Linked DNA regions of Pan troglodytes: region 1 is linked to region 2. A link is a contact called in public HiChIP or PLAC-seq data. All regions are on one chromosome and are shown on one strand. Each heading gives the region's core, a stretch centred on a gene start, on an enhancer-like site or on the middle of the called end of the contact. The rest is flanking DNA. Distances are from core to core; before and after follow the strand shown. Region 1 holds the start of SMC4 (structural maintenance of chromosomes 4). Region 2 holds the start of SCHIP1 (schwannomin interacting protein 1).

Evidence for each region. HiChIP or PLAC-seq counts read pairs in DNA pulled down with a chosen protein or histone mark.
Region 1: an H3K4me3 HiChIP or PLAC-seq map of stem cell-derived excitatory neurons shows a contact between it and region 2, with 5 times the contacts expected there. The contact joins the promoter of SMC4 here to the promoter of SCHIP1 in region 2. A contact is called at or near these places in 1 of 7 Hi-C or Micro-C datasets (stem cell-derived neural progenitor cells) and 1 of 1 datasets of contacts at active chromatin or transcription factors (stem cell-derived excitatory neurons).

Annotation. Positions count from the first base shown.
Region 1 is chr2:163,575,590-163,580,903 of NHGRI_mPanTro3-v2.0_pri, reverse strand. It overlaps SMC4 (structural maintenance of chromosomes 4), which reads right to left and starts at 3,128. Exons shown (of 24, transcript XM_003950224.6): 1 at 2,912-3,128; 2 at 1,696-1,839; 3 at 546-724. The coding sequence starts at 1,834. It overlaps IFT80 (intraflagellar transport 80), which reads left to right and starts at 3,463. Exons shown (of 20, transcript NM_001279914.1): 1 at 3,463-3,499.
Region 2 is chr2:163,014,375-163,019,856 of NHGRI_mPanTro3-v2.0_pri, reverse strand. It overlaps SCHIP1 (schwannomin interacting protein 1), which reads right to left and starts at 2,167. Exons shown (of 7, transcript NM_001243055.1): 1 at 1,918-2,167. The coding sequence starts at 1,947.

The DNA of each region.
Region 1 (5,314 bases), core at 1,879-4,378, 560 kb before region 2:
TGTTAGATTTTTTTTACTTGCAGTTAAAAACTGCAAGTATTTAAAAGTTCTCATTGCTAATCACAGGCATACAACTTGAGTTTTCTTACATCAAGTTCTCTCTTAAAAGCTTCAACATTCAATAAGAATGCTCCAATTCTAACGCAGACGTTTTAGAAAACTCATTTTATAGTTAAATTATCTAAGGGTTCCATAGAAGGCTTTAAGAAAAAAAAAATTATCCAAGGGAAAATACTCTTTCAAACAGAAACACACACCGACTCCATTCAATGGAAAACTTTATAGCTAGAGGTACCAAAGATAACCAGATAAACAAAAGATAATTTCAGTGTTAAAATCATATGAAACGTGTGTGTGTGTGTGTGTGTGTGTGTGTGTGTGTGTGTGTGTGAGAGAGAGAGAGAGAGAGAGACAGAAAGACTATCGGGATAAATAGGGAGTGAATGAATTTTAGGATAGTTACAAAACTGAAACATCTTGTAAAGACGTATTACCTTACAATAGTTATTTAAAAAGTTATAAAATAGTTATTTCCATACAAATACCTTATGGAAAGGTCCCAGAATTTTCTCCCCAGCATAGGATTTGAAGTTCTGGTTTACAATATGAGTTATCATAAGCCGCGGAGCTCCAGCTTCATTGGTCATTGCTGGAGGCGGGGGAGGAGGAATGCTATTCAAAATCTCTTCTAAACTTCTATTATCAAGTTCCTCACTTGCAGTCTCTAAGTCAGTGAAAGGAAAAGAAAACGAAGGCAAACGGGGGGAAAAGCCTACATTAGTGCAATTAGTTCAAGCCTACATTAGTGCAATTAGTTCGGAGAACTAATGACTGCCCATCTTTAAAGTAGGGGATGGAGGGATGTTATTTATGAAACTTAGGAGTCTATATTTTCCACTTAAATATGTTATTATCTTAAACTCATGGGGGTGACTAAACCTTCAGCTTGGTTTTACTAAAAAAAATTCTTGAAAGAAATGCCACCGGTCACAAAATTCTATATACCTATACCTCTTAAGAGTCAAAACACTACATCATAGAGCAAATCTGGGAAAACCGTAACAAGCTATTTCCTGCTGCCTATCCTAAACAGGAGGTTAAATCCTAAGGCTCTAGATGCAATTCTCCGTACCACTGAGCACCTGGAACCTTCATTTTGGAAACTCATGAACTTCAGCGACACTACCACGAGGGTTTAATAATGTCACCCAACTCCTGGACTCACAAAAGCTACAGTGGCTTCAAATAAATTATCGTCTTCTCTTTAAAGGCAATCTAAGACCACGGAGGTGAGGTTAGGGTCAAAAAACTTTTCATCATGCTCACATAGTCATATTGATTGTCTCTGGGAAAAAAGTCCACTTGCTCTCTTGATTGACCGTCTCGATTTTAGCGGAAGTAACAATAAAGATATTGAATTTTTGTTTGTGACCTGTACCATTCCACAGGTCACAAACAAAAATTCACAACTGAACCCGTTTGCTCGCCCCCATCCCTTCCAGCGCCGTTACACCAAAATTACACGGGAATCCTATCTCAAAGTTGCCAAATGGCTTTCCTGAGCCTCTACCGGACCGACACCGGACCTTCAGATGTCAACTCCGCGCTCAACAACCCCAGCCAGCCTCGGGCTGGGCGCGTTTGCCTGCCAGTCCCACAGCGCGCGTTCCTGCCGAGTCGCGGCGGTTCACTCACCTGCGGCGGTGGCTGGGCTCTCCGTGCGGCCGGACGGCGGCTCAGGCTCCGCGTCGCTGCTGGCGCCGTCAGGGGACGGCGGCGGCGGCCCTTCCTCTCTGCGCCGGGCAGTGGAGGGCTGGGTGCCTTTACGGGGCATGGTCGCTGGGGCCGGGGGACAGCCGGGAGCAAGTCAGCCCGCGGGCCGCTACACCGCGCCCGCCCCACCCGGGGAAATCTCGGTCCACCGGCTTCCGAGAGCCCCGCTTAACACTCCGCTTAGAGGCAGCGGGACTTCGGGAAGGGAGCCATCGAAAGACACGAGTGGCAAGAAGGCAGGACTGGTTTCTTAACAAGACCTATGTAAGTGGGAAAAACTAGACGTGCCTGAGGATCAATCAACGATTGAGCAACTGCTTAGTTTGTTGTTGTTGTTTTTAAGGCTCTTCACCCGTCCGCCCATAGTATAAGCGTATAATATTCGCTAACGCATTTCTAATTAAGGAACTCCCATACGCCAGCATTTCCGGACATTCCCACGCTTTCGGGGCCAGGGATGCAAGCGCGCACCGACGTGGAGAAACGAGTTCGTGTCTGGGTCAGGATCCCGTGGCTAGCAACTCTCTCCAGAGCGGTGAGGACTAACTGGCGACTCGCCGCCCGCTTTCGTCTGCCCGCCCTTTAGCTCCTGGCGCCGTTGACGGCCCGGGGCATAACGAAGTCTCCCTCCTCTCCGCGGTCGGACCGCGAAGGGCGAAGGCTGGGACTAACCACTAGCAACTTCAAGTCGGACGCTGGCAGCGCTTGCTAATTTTGGAGTGGCAAGAGTTTGTCTCTCCAACTCCCCGAGCGGAGTCCCGTTGGATAGTAAACCATGAAAGGTCACCAGCGAAGGCTGAGACCCGGTGACTAGTCCGTTGGCAGAAGAAAGAGGGGTAGGGGGAGACGCCCTTTTCCAGATAGAGACTAGGATTTTTTAAAGAAGAGATCTGCGAGGCTCGGGGCCTCCCCGAGACGTTTGAGTAGCTTGGAAAAGTGGCGCCCGGGAGCTGCGCGCGGGAGCCCGGGCCGCCGGGGAGCGGCCGAGGGGGGAGGGGTGACAGCAAGAGAAATCTCCCAGCGGCAGCTTCAAGCCCGGACTTCGCCGCTCGGGCTCAAGGCCTCTATTTTCCAGGCGCTCGCGGACAAGGCAGGAAGTAAGAGCGTGACAACCTGACCAGGAAGATAAGTACTTTACCTGCAGGACAGACCACTCAGACCAAGGCTGGAGACGGTTGTGTAGTACCCACCTCCCCGCTCCTACCGGTGTTTCGGCTCCGGGTCCTTCACTCGAAAATGGCGCCTAAAATACAAACTCGAACGGAAATTCGTTACAAATGCGCGCAATGATTTCTGGGATCCACTAATTTGAAAAAAAGTGCGGCGATTATCACCGCCATCTTATTGTCGCTCCTGCGCATGCGCGAACTCCTGGCGGGACCTACGCGGTAGAAGTTTCTACTAAGTGAAAAGGAAGAGCGAGGGATTCTTTTCTCTGTGGTCTACAGCAGCAGCACTATTATTAAAAATATTTGGAAAGACAACCTGACAAGTTTTGAAAAAGATTTTTTTAAAAACGGTAGGGTTCCGCTCACAGTGGGAGGCGGGGCTCAGTGGTCCAGAAACGCCTCTTCAGAAGAGGGCGGGCTCGCCGGCCCACTCGGATGACGTGCCGCGTAGAAGTATCGCGGGAAGAGGAAGGGAGCGTAACTCTTAGAAGTCACTATGGTGACGGGGAGGTACCAGGTATTTGAGAGCAATCGCCACCGCTTTCCTGGAACTTGAGGTAAATCCCTTCACCTCTGGACCTGGTGAGAAAAGGGTTTGGAAGTTGTAGCCATCACTGGATCCCATCTTTCCTGTTTTGAAGCTGTGTGCTTCGTGGAGCATCATTTTCTGTCTCCCTGGCGGCAGCGGGGCTCCGGGTGTAGCTTTTGGGATGCGAAGGAGGAAGCCCTGAATTTTAAGGGAGTAGAGAGACAACTGGAAGACCTGGATTCGTGATAGCTTAGTCGACATGTGAATAGCGCAATAATGATTTTCGAGATCATTGGTGTTACTAGTGAAAGGTTTCGGACTTTTAAAATAATTTGACTAAAAGGCTCTTTAATGGAAAAAACGACTCGCCAGTGTTCTGGTTATTTTTATGAGGAAATTATCGATCAGCAAATATTCCCTAAGTAGTGTTTGTATACATTGCCCTGGGTAAGGCATAATTAGAATTAGTAAGCAAGTTTGGCGATTCCTGTTCCCCGAGAACTTAGTTTTAGTGGGTTTTTAACCTGAGGTCTGTGGATCTGGTGGTAGATGATTGGGCTTCAGAGTTCATAACTCGCCTGACATTGTATACATAATTCTATGTGCATTTTTCTGGGAAGTTAGTTTTCCTACAACTTTATAATCAGAATCTCATACTTGCTCCTAATTCCCTATATTGTTAAAGAGCCACTGGCTCATTTGACTATCTCCAGTATTCATGCAACAACTCTTAAGTAATTGACATTGAGAACTACTAGCCTCCTTTTTTTTTCTTTAACTTTTGCTTACTTAGGGTCTGGCATGTTAAATCACCATTAAATCTGCCTTTTGAATGAATTTACATGATCACTCTAAATACATTATGGTTCTTCCCTGGAAGAGCATGAAGTCAGGTTCAGTGATTCTCAAAAAGGTGTGGAGAGCCACCCCCCTCCCAACCAATTGTAAGAATTTGGTGAGGTTGGGAGACTGGTGTGTATTGAATAAGCATAGACTCAATATCGTGATATATCTTTATGTTTGAAGTTAAAAACGAATTGTTGTTTTCATAAAACAAACTACAGAAAACAAACTTTAATGAAAAAAAGTTTTTTGGCTGATAAGCATACCAAGAAGATATAAGGATTATCTTTGAGGGCTTCTGGAATTTTTGCATTTCCAAAGGTTGTAAAACACTACAAAACCTGAGTTGGAGAGGTATAAACTATGCGGATCACCTGAGGTTGGGAGTTCGAGACCAGCCTGACCAACATGGAGAAACCCCGTCTCTACTAAAAATAAAAAATTAGCAGGGCATGATGGCGCATGCCTGTAATCCCAGCTACTAGGGAGGCTGGGACAGGAGAATCTCTTGAACCCGGGAGGCGGAGATTGCGGTGAGCCGAGATAGTGCCATTGCACTCCAGCCTGGGCAACAAGAGCGAAACTGCGTCTCAAAAAAAAAAAAAAAAGTATAGACCAAATTGAGTGGTGTATTTGGGGGAACAGAGCACAATGTAGTGGAAAGATGTAATATAGAAAACAATCCCAAGTTCCATCATTTTTTAGGTATATGCTTGACAGTTTCCTCAGTTTGTCAATCTTGAGAGTATTTATTTATGAAACTAGCATATAATACCTGTCTCATCATACTGTTTATGATTGTTCATCTAGCACATGCTCCATAAGGATTTGATTTTGCTGTGTTTATGACATTGAACTTATCAAAGTATGCTAAGGATGAATAATGGGATATCAAGTTAGAGGAAGGGTAGCTCCTGAAGGATCTTGAAAACCAAGTCAAGGATGTTAGATATGATATGGAGGAAACAGCTTTTAGAACAATTCTGAGCCAAGGAATGAC
Region 2 (5,482 bases), core at 918-3,417:
TGGGGAAGTTTCCGAAAGCCATTCAACTGCAGATATCATCAGTGACTACAAACATCAAGCTAAGGACTTCGAGAAAGCACCTTTTCTGAATCCAGTTGCATGTGGTGCCAGCTGGGTTCTAAAATGAAGGTTTCTAAGTGGGATTAAGATTTGGCTTCAAGGTTAATGTTTCTGTTTTCGCTGAGCTATGTATAAAGAGAGAGCACTTCAAAAGAACATACACATGTAGGTAGTTCTACTATAAAATCCCATGCAGATGCAAAATCTATTGACCATTATTACCCAACCAATACACTTAATTTTATTGTGAAAATAAGCAATAAATACTTCAAAACTATTAAACACATAATGACACTGTTATATATTGCAGCTCATGTAAAATAAAATCAATTTATCTTCCTTTGGAAGAAGTAGAATGCTAATATAACCCCTTCTCTCCAGATGAAATTGCTGATATTTGACCAATTTTCAACCTACAAAAACAATGCTTTTATGTTCAACCTAATGAAAAGACATACGGAATAATCTTATAGTAGTTTGCCCTTCAAAAATAAATAGATTCTTGGAAAAGAGAGAGTTATTTTAATTATTATAGTAATTCAATCACCTGGAGCCATGCCATGTGTAGATTAGGCTCTCTATGGATACTTGACATCCCCTACCCTCAAGTTCTGTATTATGTGTAAGTGACATGTTGGTTTTTTCTCAGCATCTGTGACCCCTTTCTCGTGGAAAGAATTACTGTGAAGCATGAAGCTCAATATTTAGGATCTATGGCCCTAAATGTACCATAAAATGAAAATACTATGAAATAAATCTGTAAGTACAAATTTCTAGTTATTAAGCAAGACAAAGTATATAAATACATTTCATAGGCACACGTTACTTAGCTGAGGAACCACTGCCTTGAGTCTTGTGAAATGTACTATTTTTGCCTGCACATATTTACCATTGTGAAATCTGACCTTATGAGAAACACTTGCTTGTCTCAGGTAACCGACCTCACACAAGGAAGAAGCATTGTTAAGTTAGAGAATTGGTCTCTCAGAGCTTCTAAACTCAGTGAGTTGAGTAATATCCCAATATTAACTCTCCAAGATTTGGACCAGCCCTGCCTGCTGCTGCAAAGAGCAATTTCTCTGAGAACATTCTTGCTGTCTGTTTTCAACAAAGATACTTTCAATGTTGCCTCAACAGTCCAAGTCCTACCAAGGAGTTACTAAACACTCTAGAGCTGATCTTTTGAAATTGTCTAAGTGTTTAATTCATAACTCCAGTAGCAAATTAGCATACAAATGAATATGCATTACTAAGATTTTTCTATTTGGAGTTTTTGATGCATGTTGATACTTTAATGCTTATTTACCAACCATTTAAAACAACATACTAGTAAAAATAAGTTCGGAAAGACACACAAGTGCAACTTTAAACATCAAGTGCATACTGGCTGATTTTTGAAAATTTCCAAGATTATCAATCGCGACTATCTATTTACATAATTTCTTAAAGACAGTCCTAAAAGCTGGATGTGAAGCAACTCACATCCTATGCAACGAGCAAAAATCACGTTTTTCAGTGTTATCGATGTGAGATTCCAAACAGATTTTCCTCTGAAATTCCCTTAAATTCAAATTACAGTCCAAAGCAATTCCTCTTATTTGCAGACGTACAAAATATGCAAAGCACAGATCACCTCCGTGAATTTCACAAATGCTTTAAAGGCCAAGGAAGCAGTGTTTTCTGCCCCATTACTCCCCAGAAAAGCTAATTACAATTCAGATACTGCATGTGATGAAGGCCAGGCGCGGAAGATGGCAAAATCCCTGAATATCCGGAAAGAGGCAACCTGCTGCTTTGGAAGAGGAAGGCCTCCTCTCCCAAAGGATGCCGGCCTCAGAATCAGGCTTTAAATTTTACCTGATACGAGCAGTTATCCTGATGTACCATCTCAGTGCATCCTAGGGCGCAGACCCCAACGCAGGACTGCTGAGCGAGGCTGCGGAGGGCAGGCGTGGAGCATCCACCGGCGGGCGGAGAGAATGCCCTGGTAAGGCAGGGGCTCCCCGCAGATTAAAATGGATGCTGTTTCGCTGATCAACCTGCGCAGTGGCACTGCCTGTGCCGGGAAGCGCGCAGCTAGCGAGCTGAGCTGCTCTCCAGCCCTCCGAAACCAGTGAGGCAGGCTTAGGAACATGGAGCTGGGACCGGGCTGGGGGGAGGGGGCGCTCATCACCCGCACAATCAGCCAATTATATTATAGGCACAAAGAAAAGGATCAGTCTGGAGCTGGTGTGACCTTCTGGTGCTTTATGAAGGCAGTTAACTGATGTGGAAACATTCTAGTCCTCATTAACGAGAAAAAGGCCAGCGAGGGAGAGGGAGAGAGATAGACACAAATCAATGTTGCAGTTGAACATTTCTAACCTCCGGCATCATCCTTCCTACCCACTAATGCTGCTTGGCTGGTGCTTATCAAAAAAAAAAAAAAAAAAAAAAAAAAGACCTTAAAGATAATTTTAGAACTTTTAACATGCTAAAGAGAGAACAATCCATTCTGAATACCAACAATGAAAGGATGTTTTTCTATGTTGAGTTTTTGAAGTGTTTGTCAACTTTATAACTAAAAGGTCTTTACTCTTTAAAGGATTATTTTGTAATTCTTTAAATTCCCTGCTTATTTTTGGCTCCTAGCTTCTTTTTAAGTCCAATAGAAATAAGATAGAATAATTGCTGTTATAAGTTTTTTAGGGAGAGAGCTTATTAAAATATTAAAGTCACTATAATTTACTTCATGAAAACTAAACTCTTAATTGGAAGGGTTTTTTTTAAATGTCAGGCTTTGTACATATATTATTACCCAACGCTGTGACTTGAAAATATGGACACCCCCCAATGCAGCACATACAATTCTTGGAACAGACCCATCCTCCCTGAGACCGAGTAATTCTGGACTTGCGGACAATACTCAAAGGAAATACAAGTCAGACAATACATGTTTCTGGGAAAAAACTGGGGCCAGTTTCTGAGTGGCTTCAGGGCCACTTCAGGACTTGAGGATACACAAAAAGAAAAAACTGGGCTGTAAATTCTTCAAGCTAATGTAATGAGAAAATTTAAATAAAATTTTCTTATTTATATTCCTCAGTTGCCACAGGCAATTAGTTTTGTTGTTTCTTTTCTTTTTTAGTTTTTTTTTTTTTTTTTTTTTTTTTTTTTTTTTTTTTTTTGAGATGGAGTCTCACTCTGTTGCCCAGGCTGGAGTGCAGTGGTGAGTGGCAAGATCTGAGCTCACTGCAAGCTCTGCCTCCCGGGTTCACGTCATTCTCCTGCCTCAGCCTCCTGAGTAGCTGGGACTACAGGCGCCCACCACCATGCCCGGCTAATTTTTTTATATTTTTTTAGTAGAGACGGGGTTTCACCGTGTTAGCCAGGATGGTCTTGATCTCCTGACCTCGTGATCCGCCCGCCTCGGCCTCCCAAAGTGCTGGGATTACAGGCGTGAGCCACCACGCCTGGCCCGTGTTGTTTCTTAATAAAATAGCTCTGAGTACATAAATGGTACTTAACAAAAATGTGACTGAATTTAAACCATCAAATTAAAAAAATCAATAGGGACATTATTTTTAAGCTATTTTAGTATCTATCTGTCCTATGTTCTATTTATGTAGCCGTCTCAAAAACTCTTCCTCTTCCCATTAACCATGCAGTTTCACTGTGCTACTGACAGAGAAAACAAGTACTTTTTGCATGAGAAATGGAATTGACATGTTTGACAAGTTTTCCTATCAAGCACTCTCTTAAAAATGGTGGGAGTTTGTGTTAGGATTATTTGCTAATGTAATTTTAATAACTTATCTGTTTTGTGGAATGAGAAAAACCTATTTTTATAAATATTCTTAATTTTTACTATTTGAGGTTCAAGCAGGAGCAAAGCCTGCTATTGCTATCTCAATTCGACTCCCTTGACGCACTCACAAGCACACTCATTTCAGCCTTCCTAGTGAGGAGAACGAAAAGATGGCCCTGAAAACTCAACTCCTGGTATCCTCAGAGGCTTCAATTTCAGCAGCATGTTCAAAGGAAAAGTACTCTGGAGACTCACCCTGCAGAAGCTCACTGCCCTTATCCTTCCTAGTCCAGGAGAGGGGTGGGCCACATAACACGTGCAGGACTTTCTAGGCCTGCTCACTGGCTGCACAACGAAAGCTTGATGAATAAAGCAGAAGCCTGGGGGTAGGGAATGAGTCAAGATGAAGAAAAGATGGAAACTTTTCAGGGATAAGAAACAATAAACAATACACCCCCATCCTAAAAGTCCATTCTTCTCTCAGAGAGACTTCTGTGTAGAGTGCCTTGCAATACAACCACCCAACAAGGTTCTGGAATTCTTTTTTTTTTTTTCGGGCGGGGGATGGAGTCTCACTCTGTCACCCAGACTGGAGTGGTGTGATCGGCTCACTGCAACCTCTGCCTCCCAGGTTCAAGCAATTCTTCCGCCTCAGCCCCCCAAGTAGCCGGAACTACAGGCGTGCACCACCACACTGGGCTAATTTTTGTATTTTTAGTAGAGGCACGGTTTCACCTTGTTGGCCAGGCTGGTCTCGAACTCCTGATCTCGGGTGATCCAACCACCTTGGCCTACCAAAGTGTTGGGATTACAGGCCTGAGCCACCATGTCCAGCCAAGGTTCTGGAATTCTAAATATGAGCAAAGAAGAGCAGGCCAAAGGAAAAAAGTTCACTTTGCAAGGTAGCAGATAAGATGAAGTGGAAATCTTATGTTTAATATAAAAAACACTTTCCAAGACAGAACAGCTCTAACTTCAAAGGCAGTTAAAACCTTACTCAAGTTACTACCTTGACAATCTATGACCCTAAGACTCAGGAACATGTTTCCAAGCTGTGCAAAGCTTAAAAAGCTGCTTCCTGGACTCTGTCTTTTCTGAAAACTGAAGACACTGGGATATATTACATAAGCTCCCAAAGACATTTATCATGTGTTGTTAAAAAAAAAAAGTCTAAACATGATTCCACTCTTCACAGTTGCTGTTCCATAAATAGTGGAAATGACTCAGAGGTGGCTCTAGGGAGAACAGATTTCTGACAATTGTATCCCAAATCCTGTCAAAAAAACTCTCCCAAGAGGTATAAACAAGATGGAAAAAAATGAATATATTAGACAGGCTTCTCTTTATAGTCATTCATTGGAAACAACTTTATGTTATAATTTGAAGTATGATTTGCTAGTGCAAAAAACTTTAAACAGAAACCAGCTGTTCCAAGAACACTTAAGCTAGAATAGTTTACCAAACTGCAGTAACATTTGTTATCTTTAACTAAAAAATATTGATGAACTTTTTATGTGAAGCATAGTCTTTGTAGCATAGGGATTATTTTTTTTCTTCTCAGATCTTCACAGCTTCCCTTCCCATAAAAAGTATTGAGTTTCAAATTTAGATGGGACCTCAAGAGATCATTTAGCC